Regions from separate parts of the Sus scrofa genome. Here region 2 is linked to region 1. A link is a contact called in public HiChIP or PLAC-seq data. All regions are on one chromosome and are shown on one strand. The core of a region is the stretch at or near the end of the contact, and the rest is flanking DNA. Distances in the headings are between cores, read along the strand shown. Region 1 has its middle 42 kb from the start of CGNL1. Region 2 has its middle 24 kb from the start of TCF12.

The links. HiChIP or PLAC-seq counts read pairs in DNA pulled down with a chosen protein or histone mark.
Region 2: an H3K27ac HiChIP or PLAC-seq map of alveolar macrophages shows a contact between it and region 1. The contact joins two enhancer-like sites. A contact is called at or near these places in 1 of 47 Hi-C or Micro-C datasets (embryonic fibroblasts) and 2 of 2 datasets of contacts at active chromatin or transcription factors (alveolar macrophages and skeletal muscle).

Annotation. Positions count from the first base shown.
Region 1 is chr1:114,666,038-114,673,766 of Sscrofa11.1, reverse strand. No RefSeq gene overlaps it. Among named protein-coding and RNA genes, the nearest start is that of CGNL1, 42 kb to the right of the region's middle. Within about 2 kb of position 4,601, at least 18 of the 83 cell types and tissues checked have an H3K27ac peak or open chromatin away from gene starts, as enhancers often do. A contact at or near this core is called in alveolar macrophages and skeletal muscle, where this site is marked.
Region 2 is chr1:115,076,002-115,083,730 of Sscrofa11.1, reverse strand. No RefSeq gene overlaps it. Among named protein-coding and RNA genes, the nearest start is that of TCF12, 24 kb to the right of the region's middle. Within about 2 kb of position 4,905, at least 78 of the 83 cell types and tissues checked have an H3K27ac peak or open chromatin away from gene starts, as enhancers often do. A contact at or near this core is called in alveolar macrophages and skeletal muscle, where this site is marked.

The DNA of each region.
Region 1 (7,729 bases), core at 3,352-5,851:
CCTGCAAGATTGACTCAATGACTTATCTGCCAGCAGGCCTGGTGCTAGCACCCTGCCCCTTCTGAACCCTCATGACTCTCTTCTCTGACCTCTGCTTCCACCCCTGGAGCCTCCTCTTCTTATCTGACCAGGGCTGGGCCTCATTCAGCACCATTGTGGATGGACAGATGGGAAGAGCCATCAGATCCTGGAGATGGGCATCTGTGACAGGACCTGACCTGTCCATAGCCAAGTCAAGCCTCCTGCAGTGCACCTCCTGGATGTGGTTGCATGCCAAAATTTCACAGAGTAACTACACACCCCTTCGCTGTGCTAGCTTTGGGTGTGCGTGGACCCAGAAAAGCCTGAATATTTGGGGGAAGGCGGGGACTTTGCACACCAGCCCCTCCACTGGTTAGAAGCAGGAGGTAGCCGAGTGAGGCAGGACTCTGGGCCAGCTCCTTGTCCTAGGTGCTCAGTGACACAGGGGAGGTGGGAGGGAAGGCAAATTCCTCTGGGAATCAGAGGACTCAGGCAGCAAGCAACCCTAAACAGTTTAAAAGTGAAATTTTGTTTCTTGTGATTCTGTGGGTCAGGATTTCCTCTCCCATCCTATATCCATGCCTGGGCAGGGGAGCTGAGACAGCTGGTCTTTCTGAGCCAGCTCAGGGATATCACAGTGGAAGGAACCACAGAGGGATGTGCAACCAGGTACCCTCTGTAGTGGGCTTTATTCGTTTGCCCCGTGGGGTCCTCAACAGGCTGCTTCTGTGCCCTGCTCTCAGCATCCTATGTGTTGCCTGGTACCCTGACTCCACTCATCCTGGAGAGAGAAATCCCACTTCCCAACTAACACCCCCACCTCCCATGCTCCTTTCTAGAGCAACAAGGATGAATCACTCAGTCCCTTCCCTAGGGTCGTGACAGTGTGCCAGGTAGAGGAGGGTGTGGATGGGGGCCCTAAAATTGTCTCCATCATTGAATAAAGGATTTGGTTATTTAGACTGACTAAATATGTTAGACCATTTACACTAACCAAATAAGTAAGATTGATTTTTCAAAATTGTAAATGTCCCAACTTTATCCAGAGACTGAAAGCCCTCTAGGAAACAAGAGGGGAACATCTTTGAACTTTATGCTCTTCCCACATCCCTTCCTGTGTGCATTGCTGTGCTCACCCCCGGAGGACACAGGAAAACCATGGTTGCCGGGTTGATTCCCTGGGAAAAGGGGCTTGGTCACTGAGGACTCGGCCCTTTTGGCCATCACAGGGGTCTAGAGAAGGTGCATGCGCCTCCATCGAGGGTGAACAAAATCAGAGAAGATGAAGGTGCTCAAAGCAGTGGAGGGGCTGGCACTGGGGAGGGGGGTATTTTCTTTACCTTTATCAGTGGGGCATCCCCAGAAATATCTGGGGTCCACAGAGAGCCATCTATTCCAAATCGCAGGCATCCTCTCTGCTCTTCTGCGGAGAGACGGACTCCCAGCCTCAGACTTGATCTGACCTCCTCCTGTTAGATCTGATAACAACACAAGCAAACTGCCCCACAGCCAGTTGGTTTGAACAAGAGGTGGGTCATGCTTTTAATAAAATGTTCACTAGAAGTCCCCACCGAAGAGGAGGGCCCAGCTGGGTCTGGGGGCCACGAGGCTCCTGGACATCCCTTCATTTAACGGGGCAGTCAGGTGGCTCTTGCCTGGAATGATACGCGGAGTTGGGATTATTTGTTTTGAAGATGCTGAAATCTCTGGGGGGAAATAGGTCTCTATTTGTACCTTTGACTGGGAAGCAGGACTGCCTCCCACTCGCTAGAAACAAGAGAAGGAAGGTGTACCATCCGAGGTGCATATCTGGGTTAGTGCCGGGGCAGGGTGAGTGTGAGCGAGTGTGGGTGGGATATCTGTGAACTTGTTAGCTTTTTTTGCCCTTTTAGGGCCACACCTGTAGCATATGGAGGTTCCCATACTAGGGGTAGAATAGGAGCTGCAGCTTCCAGCCTATACCACAACCACAGCAATGTGGGATCCAAGCCACATCTGCGACCTACACCACAGCAATGCCAGATCCTCAACCCACTGAGCGAGGCCAGGGATCAAACCCATGTCCTCATGGATACTAGTTGGGTTTGTTACCACTGAACCATGACAGGAACTCCCTTTTTTTAAATTTTATTTTTTTGTCTTTTTAGGGCCGCACCCATGGCACAAGGAAGTTCCCAGGTGAGGGGTGGAATCAGAGCTGTAGCTACCACCCTATGCCACAGCCACAGCAATGTGAACTTGTTAACTTTTGAAAGTGGATGTGAGGACCACTGCTCTGACTGGAAAGGTTCATCTCTTGAAGAGCCTACCATCCATGGACAGAGAAAAGAGAGAAAATGCCTGTGAAAGAAGGAGTGATTTACTGGGAGGATACCACACGTAAAACTGCCTAGAACACAACACTCAATATTAAGAGCTGGTGACGTTATTTGGAGACACAACCAAGAGTGGTAGTTAATAAAGAAGGCTTTAGAAAGTCTGGAGTCTGATTTGAATCCTGACTTGGCTTGTGACTTTGGGCTTAATCTTTTTTTGTTTAACATTTTCCTTTCAATAATTTTAGGTTTACAGGAGAGTTGCAAGTACACTACAAAGTTCCCTTACATCCTTTATCCCATTGCTCTAACGTAATATTTTAAATAACCAGGGCACATTTGTTAAAACTTAGGCATTAACGGTAGTACATTTCTTGTAACTAAAACCAGACTTTATTCAAATTTCATCATTCTTCCCCCAGTGTCCTTTTTCTGTTCCAGGATTTAATCCATGCTACCATGTTGCATTCTTCCTGTGTCCCGTCTCTGACCAGCACGTGAGGGGTTCATGCTATCCACCTGACTTATCATTGGTAATGTCACCTGGGTCACTCTGGTAAGGTGGTGTCTGCCCCTAGAAAGTTACTATTTGCCCTTCCAGCGTTTTATTCCTTAGAAGACAGTCACTAAATCCAGCCCACACTCAAGGTCAGAGGAATTAAAGCACACCTCTTGGAGGGAGGAATATTCACATTTGTGTTTGGAATTCTGTAAGGAAGATCTGACCCTTTTCCCTCGTCCTACTTAACCCTTTCAAGCATTTTCTCATCTGTGAAATGGGTAATAACTGTATTCAACCAAGAGAGTTGTTAGAAGGTTTAAATAATGTAATGTGTGAATGGCATTTAGCATTGGCAAAAGATAAATACGATTAGGCATGATCCAAAAACACATCGCACTATTTTTAGGAGTCATTTAACTCTGGGCCATTGTGTAGCTGTCAGCGTTAGTCTCCTCCAGATGTGTGGAGTGAAGGCCCCTGAGAGAGGTGGTCTGGGGCCAAGCTGGTGTCAGGCTGATTTCTGCTGCTCCTGAAAGTGGGGCGGATGAGGGGAGGTCTGGAGACGCAACCCCCAGAACTCAGTGAAGGCACAGCCTTGCTGGCCGAGTGGCATCTGGTCAGATGGAGAAAACCACTGGTGTTGTGTATGGACTGGATGTTGGTGAAAGATGAGGAAATATGGTAAGAATCAAATATCTGAGAGACAAAACCACTCAGGAGACCAAGACCAGAGCAGCGCCCAACACAGAGAGCTCTCAGTAACATCAGTGGATGTTCTTAGGCATCCACGGAGACCTACACGAAGAACACTGAACAGAGAGTCCCATTATTTGGGTCTTGTAGTCCAGGTTTTTTTGCCCAATTGCTGTGTAACCCTGAGCAAGTTACTTAACTTGTCTGAGCTTCCTATTCTGTCCGTGTGAACTGTGAGGAAGTTGGGGGGAGATGGGAACTAGGCACTCACCCCAACTTCTCTCTCTGCCACCGCACTTTGCCTGACCCAGCCTAGCTGCGGACTTCTTACTGTGCTTTCAAAGCAAATGCCGAAATCTTAGTATTCTTGCAGAGCCTGGGCATCCTCAGGAGCTTGTCAGCATGTACGGTATCCAAAAGGCTGTGGCCATACTGTTCTGCCTGGCTGTTCTCTGTTTGTCCTGCTTTCTCCTCAGCTGACTGGTCCCACCTCCTGTTTGTTCTCAGCTGCTGAAATAAGCCACGTTTGTTTTAATTACAAATAAGATCCTTTGGGCGGGGGCGGGGCGACCTTGTGCCACCCTCGGAAGGTCTCCACTGGCCCTGCAAGGGGGGCTCATATCCTTCTCTTTCCTTCCTGTTTTAGACAAAGGTGTGATTGGAGGGGCTCTTGCGACTCATGGCCTTCAGAGGAGAGGGTAGCTTAGACCTTCGGCCCAATCACTCAGGACCTCAACGTGTGTCTTCCTGGACCCAGGCTGTTCTCTTTGCCCTTCGGGAGGAGGCACAGAGTCTGGGGAGGGAGATCTCGAGACAGGAAAGGGCTTTTCTGAGGTGGAGTTGGGGTGGGAGTGATGAATGATTCTTAACATGAGATTTATTTTTCAAACTGGACTTCTTCCCGGGAGGGCTCTTTCTAGCGCTAAACTGCCGCTGTGGGCGGCTGCCTCCGCCCCGAGTATAGCCCAGCTTCCCAGTCCTCTGGCCACCGGGGCCCCTCCGTCCTCTGGTCACCCAAGCCCCCGGGCTCGCACGCTGGCCCAGCCCACCTTTAACTTCCAGCGCTGGGGCGCCCCCTGCTGCTAGAAATGGTTGTGATCCTTGGACAGAGGGTTCAGTGAGGTGGCTGGTAGGGTTCACAGCAAAGAGTGCCCAACCATCAATTAAAAAGAACTTCTCTCGGTTGTCTGCAGGCCGCATTCTGCTGGGGATTGTGGAAGAAACAGGGTAAGATGCAAGCCATGCCTGCCCGACTACAACCTGCAGAGCCTAGCGTATCTCCTGCACCCTGCATTCTGCTTGGTGGGCCCACCCCAGGCCACCTGACCCAGCTTTCTGCCAGACCCCAGGCTCTGCGCCAGCCTGGCCCTTGGTAATGGGAGATCTGAGACCCCTGGGTGAGGAGGACAAGCCAGGCAGCCTCAAGGTGCCATCCCCGCAGGTCTCCCCCATTCTCCTTCCTGTTCTCCTGTCCTCCATTCTCTCCTGGCTCCTCTGGGGACCAACCAAGGTCCAGTGATGTGCCTGGCTCCGGCCCTTGTGCCTTACTCCCTGCCTCCTTCTGCCTGGAACCAAGCCTGGTTTTCCATCTTCCTGGGGCCAGAACCCTTCGCCCCCACCCTCCTGCCCAGCCTGTGTGGCCTCTGGGCTGGCCGAGGGGCTGCTAACATCAGGACCAGGGCCCCCTCACCCAGGATGTCTCCACACTGAAGGGGCCCATGGAAATGTTCCCATTTCTTGTAAAACCAGAAGGGAAAAATTAACTTTTAGGTAGAAGACAATGTTTTTGTTTACAGTACTAACGTCTTCATCTTTGTCTGTGTTTTTTCAACACAGTCGTAAAAATAACTGCAGAATTATTTTGAGAGTGAAAAGGGCCCACCCAAGTCCTCATGCAGCTCTGGATGTGACCGGCTGTCTGGGCAGCCATCTGACGGCCAGCGGGACTAAGATGCCAGCGAAGGCCAGATTGCGTGGATGTGGCAGTGACAGGATTCTCTCCAGAGAGTCTCATGTGGATTCTTGGCTTTTTGTTTTCTCTCCTAATAAAAATGTGTGATGTTTACATTGTCAGAGAACAAACAGAACCTTGGCTTGCATTTCATGTCTTAGGAAATGGGTCTCGTGTACTTTTGGCTGTTCCCTCGTGTTTCTGGTAGTTAGAGATCCGACCCCCTTTGGAACAGTGGGTGTTGGTGGGTGGAGAGGGCATGCTCGTCCCTCCACTGGCCCTCCCTCAGCTGAAGGCTCTGGAATCCCTGTTCTGCCTTCCAAGCTGGTCCTCCTCGGGTTCCCACATCTGCCCCCAGGCAGCCGATCCCCCTCTGCCTGCAGCCCACCCCTTCCCAGGGGCCCTCAGCCTGGGCCTTCTCAGGGCTTCTGACAACCTCTTCCGCATCTACTTGGTTACGTCCCCACTGGGTTAGTCTGTTGGGGCTGCCGTAACAAAGTGCTTGAACCAGAGAAACAACCATATCTCCGAAGGTTAGAAGGCAGAAATCCAGGTGCTGGGGGGTGGTTTCTTCTTAGTCACTGCTCCTTGGCTCGTAGATGGCCAGGCTGCCCCCTGTGTTCTCAGATGATCTTCCCTCATCTCCTTTTCTTCTGGGGATACCAGTCACTGGATTAAGACCTGCCCTATTAAAAAAAAAAAAGGGGGTGGGTGGGTTCCCATTGTGGCTCAGCGGTAACGAACCCGACTAGCAACCATGAGGTTGTGGGTTCGATCCCTGGCCTCACTCAGTGGGTTAAGGATCAGGTGTTGCCGTGAGCTGTGGTGTAGGTCAAAGATGCTGCTCAGATCTGGCATGGTTGTGGCCGTGGCATAGGCTGGCCACTATAGCTCCAAATTGACCCCTGCCCTGGGAATCTCCATATGCCCCAGGTGCGGCCCTAAAAAAAAAAAAAAAAAAAGACCTGCCCTAATTACCTCATTTTAGCTTGATTACCTCTTGAAAGACCCAGTCTCCAAAGAGTCACATTCGGAGGCACTGGAGACTAGGATTTCCACATGTGAATTTACGGGGGATAGAGTTCAGCCCTTAATACCCACCACACCCTCTACTTCCATGCCTAAAAATGGTTGTCAGAACTGCAGAACTTGAGCTTGGAAGGGTGACAATCTTAAAGGTCACAGGCAAGAGAAAGCTGTTGGGGCTGTGGCCAGGGTGATGGGTACCACATCAGCAAACAGGCAATGCTCTACTGAGGCCTGGCAGCATCAAGGCCTAGTGGGGCCACTTTGCTTAGGGAGAAGCAGGCTTTCCACGGGTAGCTACATTTGGCCAGCACTTGAGGAGACTGTTCTTGATGCTCGTAGTATAATTCTTATCAACAGGGAGGATTTAGCGCCTCCTGATCTAAATTTATGGCTACTCTTTTTATGCCAGGCTTATAATAAAGACCAGCAGCGCTCCCTCCTAGGCCTTCCTAGTCCACAGTGCCTCGGCCCAGACATCACCTGCCTTTTTAACCAAGAAGTCTGATCCTTGTTCCAGTAATTCAATGGTGACAGCTCCTTGAGGGTTCTTTTTGACAGGGGGACCTTGCGCAAACCCAGTCTACACCTGTCGTGCCCTTGGATAGAACATTCTTGGAAAGACGCCAATTTCCAACCAGCTACCCCCACGACCCCCCTCCCCATTTCCCAATTTTCTTACCCTTCCCCCAAATCTGGCTAGTGCTCCCTCAAGGAGTCAAGTTGATTCAAAACTCTAGGGGGAGCAAAGTGGGGAAGATTAATCTTTTCAGAAAAGATTAAATCCCTGTATTCCAAAGCTATGTGCAAATTAACATGGTATTTTCTAACATAAAATGATGCTGTTGTTTTTCCAAGCTGGTGCTCCTCTTTACTAATATTTACAGTTCTAGGTCTCTGTTCTGAGCCCGTCGATCCTTCTGCTTGTAAAATCAGAAAGAGCTGGAAGATCACTTTTTAATCTTACCTGTTTTGACAGCGATACTCTCTGGCCTCCCTTCACCAGCCACATCTTCCCTGGTGGTAGGAAACTGGGAGACGAGGGAGGGAGATGTGACTGCAGCTGTGTCATCGCCTTCAAAGCAGACCTCTCTGCCCAGGCCTCCAGATGCTGCCCAGGCTTTGGAGGAACACGAAAGCCTATCCTGATCACCCCTCAGCCCCAGTCACTTGTGCAAAATAACAAGGTCCCTCCAACTACCCGGATGTGGTTTGAACCCA
Region 2 (7,729 bases), core at 3,656-6,155, 410 kb before region 1:
GGTAAACACACTATACAATTCCACTTACATAACTTCCAAGAACAGGCTACAATACTACATAATGTATGAAGTCAGAATAATGGTTATCTCTGGAATCAGGAAAAAAGGGGATTAGCTGATAAAGGTCATGGTGGGGAAGTCATCACCTGTATCTTGATTTAGGTGTTGGTCTGTGAATGATACCGGAAGGATATTATACCTCAATAAAAATACAAAGAGAAGTAACATAAATAAGTTAAGTTTTATGAGTTTATTTCTCCCCCCTTGAACTTTTATTACAATTCCACCTCCTTTGAGAATATTATTCTAATGAAATATATTTCTATATTTTAAAGTCTTTTATTTAACATCTTCTAATATTTCTATACAAAAAAATCACAGGCGTATTCTCAAGCAGGTCAGTTTTAGGGAAGAATTCATAATTAAGCTAAGAATCTCGGAATTCCAGTTTTAAGACGATGGACCATAACATTCACTTGGCATTCCATAGCTTAATTAAGTACATTTTTATCTGCGTATGTCTTAATTCCCTAAAAAGTTAGTTCCTTAAAGTCAGGGCTGCATCTCCAGCCTCCTTTAGCAAAGGTCCTGGCATGCAGTAGGTGGCTCATTGATTCATTTTTTTCATTCGTTCATGCAACAAAGATTTCTTTAGCATTTACGTGTAAGATACTTGCTAGGCCCTAGACATATAATGATGGGCAGACGCACGGCTCAATAAATTCTCTTGATTGATAATAAAATTCAATTGATTGATAATTATCACCTACATTTCAGAAAGAGTGTATGTAATTCTTCTCAACTCCAATTGCAGGAGCACTACAGGTCTTATTAACCCCGTTGTAAAAATGGGGACACAAAGACACAGAGATTAATTAACTACCTCGCTTAGGGTCATGCACTTTGTCATGAGTCGAGTGAGGATTAAAACCCTTACAGGTTTTTTCCTGGATTGAGGGGCTAGGGAATTCATTCAGATTGGCTGGAGTTCATATTTCATTTAAATGCTCTCATTTCACTTGTGCTACATCCACCTTCTCTGACTTATATTTCAGGACCTGCAGTCTGAATTAGTTTACTTCCACTTCAGACACTGTCAAGATAAATTAGACACTGAGGGTCTATGACACCATCTGAAGTAGAAGTACTTTTAGGGGAAAATAAATAAGCAGTTTAATTTTCAATACAGTGCAGCACTTTTTTGGAGAACCTACTTTCTACTATAAATGAAGTGGAAATAATTACCCTAAGTTAACTTTGAAAACATTTTAAAAAATTAAAATTTGACTTCTAGTATACATCCTCAAGCAAGCATAACCCTAGCTAACAGTAAATATTTTTATCTCTGACAATGCATCTACAAACCATTCTGTTGAATAAGATCTGGCAGGTTCCTAATTGTCAGCAGAGATATGGTAACAACTCTGATGATACATAAACTTTTATCAGATACAGCCTCCATTTTTGCTGTAATCATCCATCTATAGCCTAGCCTGTTCAGTTGACAAGGCATGTTATTAATAAAGCCTACTGTACCACAAGTGCCTTGCCCTACATGGTGTTTATATTGTTGGAAAGTGTAATTGTCAGAAACAATGGGAGTTCCCGTTGTGGCGCAGTGGTTAACGAATCCCACTAGGAACCATGAGGTTGCGGGTTCGGTCCCTGCCCTTGCTCGGTGGGTTGACGATCCAGCGTTGCCGTTGCCGTGAGCTGTGGTGTAGGTTGCAGACGCGGCTCGGATCCCGCGTTGCTGTGGCTCTGGCGTAGGCCAGTGGCTGCAGCTCCGATTCAACCCCTATCCTGGGAACCTCCATATGCCTCGGGAGCGGCCCAAGAAATAGCAGCAACAACAACAACAACAACAACAACAACAAAAGACAAAAAGACAAAAAGACAAAAAAAAAAAAGAAAAAAGAAACAATGGCCTCTGTGAAAAGATGTGATACGTTATGAGCTGTATAAAGATCAAAATAATTTAGACCACTAAAAGGTAGCTGTTTGTGAAGAATTAGAACATGGGTTATGCTGCACAGAGTTAATGACTCAACCTTGCTTTTATGCTTTACTTTCATTCTGGTCCCTGTGACATAACCTGGAATTTCACACCAAGTTTTGTGGAGAGACAAAGTTCCCACACCAGAATGCAAACTAGTTGAAGGCAGGGAACTCTGATGTATTCACCAATGTCTCCCCAGGACATAACACAATACTTGGAAGAGAGTCCACATTTAATATTTGTTAAATGAAAAAAAATGAATAGGAGTAAAGGAAAGAAATGGAACAAGTTTCAGGTTCTAGCCATTCTCAGAGTTCCTGCAGTTGTGACTTGGAGAAATACAGTCAGAACCAGTCTCCAGAACACTGGTACTAATGGAGAGGGAGAGGCTGAAACGGAAGCAGTCTGAAACCATGTAGCTGAGGATACCACATGGCACTCACACATTGCGGAGCCAGTCAGAAAAGTGCCAGGTACAGAACTAAAAAAGAATAAAGCTTCCCCTTGGTCCCTACCTCCCCACCCTCGCCTGATAGAATTTAGATAAGTTCTTGCATTTTCAATCTGGATTCTCCCTGAAACAACAAAAAGAGCTTCCGATCTCCTGTAATGGAGCTCAAGGTGGAAAAGCCTACGAGTGATTGCTTGTGGTTTAGGGACCACTCTGAGAGTCTAGAACAAGAGCAAGGTCTTAGGTAGGTTCATAGCTGGGGGACCAAATCCTGGAATGGAGCTGGATTATCTCTTCGTTTAACTAGTGAAGACGTAATATGAAGGAAGATTTAAAAATTTAGAAGTGAGGAATGAGAGTAGATACAAAAACATTTTGAAGTAGAGAAAAAAAAAATGAAAGAAACTTTTGAGACCTAAGCCACAACCACTTTTCCTAATTTTTTTCTGGAAAATGTTGATGTTGTTTGGATTATACCCTCTTGCATACTTGAGGGAGGTGATTTCTCTTCCCAGCATGTGGGGTAGATTATGTGTGGCACAGTTATTTCTACGATTAATTTAGGATGTGTGTTTGACACAGGTCTGCCCATTGGGACTCAGTTCTACTAGAGGCCTCTAGGGAGGGTTAATCTTCTTTTATTCTAAAAGAGACACAAAGACAGAGAGATGGAAAGAGGTGGGAACCAACAACCCACCAATTTGATGGTTGCCCTTGACTGCACTTAATGCCAAGAAATGCTGAAGCTATGATGCTGCCTTGAAGGGAGATGGCAGGAGAGATAGTCTGAGGATGCCAGAGCAGAAAGAAGAAATCTACTTGGGTCCTTAGAGACATCCTCAGAGACATTCAATTATCAACTACCTTATTTGATGGGCTAATAAATTCCATATTTTTCAAGCCACCTCTAGTCTGGTTTTCTGTTTTGTTGATAGCTTGATTTTTCTAGTAAAGGTGAGAGCATGTGTTATGAATGTGAAATGTGGGATTTGAAAAGTCTGAAATAGTTATTTTAGCTTTTATTCATAGCGTTGATCTTTTTTTACCCTTCCCCATCCTGTCCCCAACCCTACTGGACAGGAAGGGCCAGGAGATACAGAACTGGATGCAAAAGGTCCTCTCCCTTCTCACGACTTAGTCTTTGTTTCCGGCTCAAGCTCACTGGATTAGACTCCTTCCCTGAGGACACGTTCTATCCTAGGAACCTCCTCAGTCACTAGGGTCAATAGGCTTCTGGAACTTTGTCCCAGCAGTTCCGCAGACACACCCATACTTGTCTGAACCCCAAGCCACAGCTTAGGCTCAAGTGGGGAGCTACAACCAGAGCACCATTCTGTATCAGTATCTAGCAATGCCTTGTGGCCCTTGAACAGACACAGACAAGCAAATGAAAATGGTCAAGGCTTGGTGACGGGAATTGGTGAGGGCATGGGCTAAGGTCTCAAACTCAGGAATTAGTGTGGATTTACAACACAAACTGATCCTTGAACAATATGGGGTGGAACTTTACCGGTCCACTTATACATGGATTTTTTTTCCAATAAATATAATTCTCATGAAGATCAGACAGCAGGAAGCTTAGAAGTCCGCATCTACACAGTTAGTGTCAATATATGTGTATTACATTTAACTTAAATGACCAGGCTGTTGGGTGACGGTGAAATGGCTTCCTTTTACAGGGTCTTCTGTTCAGTGTCTTTCAGCCATCACCACCACTTTTCCTCAAAAACAAAACCTTCCATATTTTCACCTCAGTTTTCTAAGTTTATTTTTATGATATACTTTGAAATTGGGATCATTAAGAACGGTTTTAACTTACCAGAAAGAAACGAAGACACAAAGAGATGATCTGACTTGGCCACAGTCCCAGAGGGCATCCATTGCAGAGCTAGGATGGTCTCTAAGTCCCTGGGGGCTTCCAAGTCATTGTTCTGATGTCCATGTATGTAATTGTTTTGACAGCAATTTCCCTGGTTCTCTCTCACTAGCCTGCTAATCACGCATGTCAATCACATTCAAGAACGCCATGGGCCTAAGGGTCAGCCACAGTCTCAGGAGGACGTGATTCAAAAGAGAAAACAAGGCACAATAGAGCACTTTCTCCTTCAAGCGGGCATGTCAGATGTGGCCTCATAAGCCTGGCACTGTGTGCAGGAGAGAATGTTGTCGGGTTTTCCCCCCCAGACGGAGAATGGCGGTATCATGTGTTCTGACCGCAGCCAAAAACCAAGTGAACTTAATCCACCAGTTTAAGTTCCTCTGACCAGAGAACACTCAAGGAGATGGGAAGAGTTCTCCACCCATTCTCTCAAGAGTTGGGCGGGGGGGAGGTCCTCTTTCCTCCTCAATGACACTCTCCGTGGCTTCACTTCAGTCTGTGAAGCGAGCCTGACGGCGGCGGAACCTTAGTGTAAACCTTTACACAGATGCTAATTACCCTTCTCCAACAGACCACTGGGTTTCCTTCCTTCCTCATTTCACTTTCACTTTGGAAAGCAGCATCAAGGCCCCCAAACGACCGGGTCCAGGTCCAGACCAGGAGATGGCCCCGAGGAGCAGCGCGTGCCGCCGAAAGGGCGGGGCGGGAAGGGGAGCGTGCGCGGGACTGAGGATGTTCGTGTGAGGCGTGGATTCTGGAATGTGCGTGTGCGCCGCCCCCCAGCACCGCCCGCGCGGCGCCGATTGGCCGGGGGCGCGCGGCGGGGGAAACCCTTGGCTAATCTCCTGCCACTCAGCCGGGTCGACGTCGGCGCGGGGCCGCAGCGCCCCGCGCGGAAGGACAAATAGTCCCGGCGGCGGTGCTGCGCTCCTCTCCAAGGTTCTGCTTGCCCCGCCCGGGGCTGCGGGGCCCAAAGGCCCGGGCGGCGGGGGAGGGGCGGCTTCTGCGGCTCTTCGACCCCCCACCCCCACCTCTTGGCGACCCGGCTGGTGGATTGTGCTCCCTGGGGAAAGTAATTGGATTCCGGGCTCTCTCCAGCCGCGATCAGCGGAAATCAGAGGCTGAGCCTGAAGTGGGAGGGGCGGGTGGGACCAGTGGCCGGGGAGGAAAACTTGGTGGAAGCACCACCGTCCCCTGAAGCGTTGACGTGCAGGCCGCGGTAGAAAGCTGGGTGGTAACGAAGGATCAGTGGAAACCGCCCCCGGTGCCCTTTGCCGCTTAGTGTGTGACTCCTGCCCCCTCAAGTTGTCATCATTCTGAAATCCACCTGGGAAGAGAAATACCTTGGAACCTTTGAGACTTTGAAACACCACTACTTCGTTTTTCTCTCAGGGCTCTACTCGGAGCTGAGGTGGTCAAAAAACCCAGTCCAGTCTGGAATTGGACATGTATCTTCTTAACGGGGTAACTCAGGAGAAAGTAGCATTCTTACCAGAATCATCTGGGAAAATATCTCAACTCCTTGCTTTAGCAGTAGCAAACCTCCCTAATTCCCTGCCCTTTTGGAGGTGGAGCAAAAGTGGGAGCTTAAAGCAGAGTTTTTGACTGAGATAATAGGAATATTCTAGGAATTTAAGAGACTGGCTCAGCCCTCTTATGATTTTTTTGTCCCATTTACTGTATTTCATTCATTCATCATCAAACAAGCATTCATCGGGGACTTTCTATATGCCAGGTTCTGTTGTACTTAGTAGGGATATATCAGTGAATAAAACAATATCTGCACTTATGGAATCTCGTTGCAGTTCATCCAGTGGGGTAATACATTTACAAATAGATATACAATATAATATGTAGTGACAAGTACTGTGAAGACAAAGCAGAGTAGAAGGACACACAAGGATGCAGGTGGATGTAGTGAGTTTATGTTTTAGCTAAGTTGGTCTAGAAGGGCCTCTTTGATGAAGTAACGTTTAAATAGTGATCTGAATGAAATGAGGGACCAGGCCAAACGGCAGTCTTGGCGAAGCCCTTTTCAGGGCAAGTGCAAAGGTTTAGAGGCCAGAGACTGGTGAGTTTGAATTAGTAGGAAGCAAGGAGGCCAAAGTGAATGCTGTGCAATGAGCAGGAAGAACAGTTGGAGATGGTATTTCTGACTTTCTTTGGGCTCTGCTCCAATCACCTGCCAGAATAATCATTCTAAATCTTTACTTTAAGCACATCTCTTCATGCTTCAATAAGTTCATGGCTATATTTTTCTAGTCCATTAAATTTACTCTTCTGACTGATTTTCAAGCTCTTGCCCCCATCTACTTCCCTCTTAAACTGTAAACCACTCCTCAGTCTACACCTTCGATTTTAGTTGGGTCTGTCCCTGAAGTTTATTCATGTTCAATTATTTTTGTGCATGCTTATTTACGGATCTATCCTCACACAACTTAGTATTGATTCAGTAAGGATCTATGGTTGCACGTGACATAAAATCCAGCTCAAATTGGTTTAAACAGGGAAGAGGATTTATTAGCTCACATAATTGAAAAGTTCAAGATAGTTTTGTTAGGCATGGGTTGCCTGAAGTATTCAAATTATGTCATCAAGATTTGGATTTTCCCTGATGTGTCGGCTCTTTCCTCTGCTGTTGGTTTCATTCTCCAGCTCCACAAATCAGCAACCAGCAGCTCTAGGCTCACACTATCCTCACTATCAGCAAAAGTTGTGTCCATTCCTAAATTAATTCCTGTTGCCCAGAATAGGAGATGCTCAGATTGGCCTCATCTGATTCAGAAGCCCATCCCAGGAGCTGAGTCTATCAGTAACACATGAATGGCACAAGAAAGTAACTCCACTTTAGAAAATGGGGATATGGTTTTCAGGGGAAGGGTGAATATATCCTGGGTAATGGAAAATACAGACATACAACATATCCCTGTTCTTCTGTGGATGTCCCCAAACATTCTTCTACGTATGCCTTAAAAATGTTTAGACCTACTCAGTGCAACAGTTTTTTTTTTATTACCACAAGTATACTCTCTTCCTCCTGAAAGAGAAATGATCCAAAAAATCATCTAGTTACTGCCAATAAATTAAAAGTCCAAGATAGCAAGATAAAGCACATTTCTCCATCTTGTAGCGATATAGTTCTTCATGGTCTAGCAACCTAAGGCTGCATGATAAAATTAGCTATAACATAATTTATAATGACAAAAAGCTAACACCTGCAATAAAAACTCAAATTTGGAAAAGTGACTGTGGCAAACACACAGTGGTCTCCAAATTCATAGCATATATGGTGTATTGCTGGATAGGAATAGCAAGGGCTTCCTACCATGCAAAAGGAGAAAGCTCTTTGATCAACCCATCTGGTTGCCATATGTTTTACTCTTGGAGAATCTCGCATCCA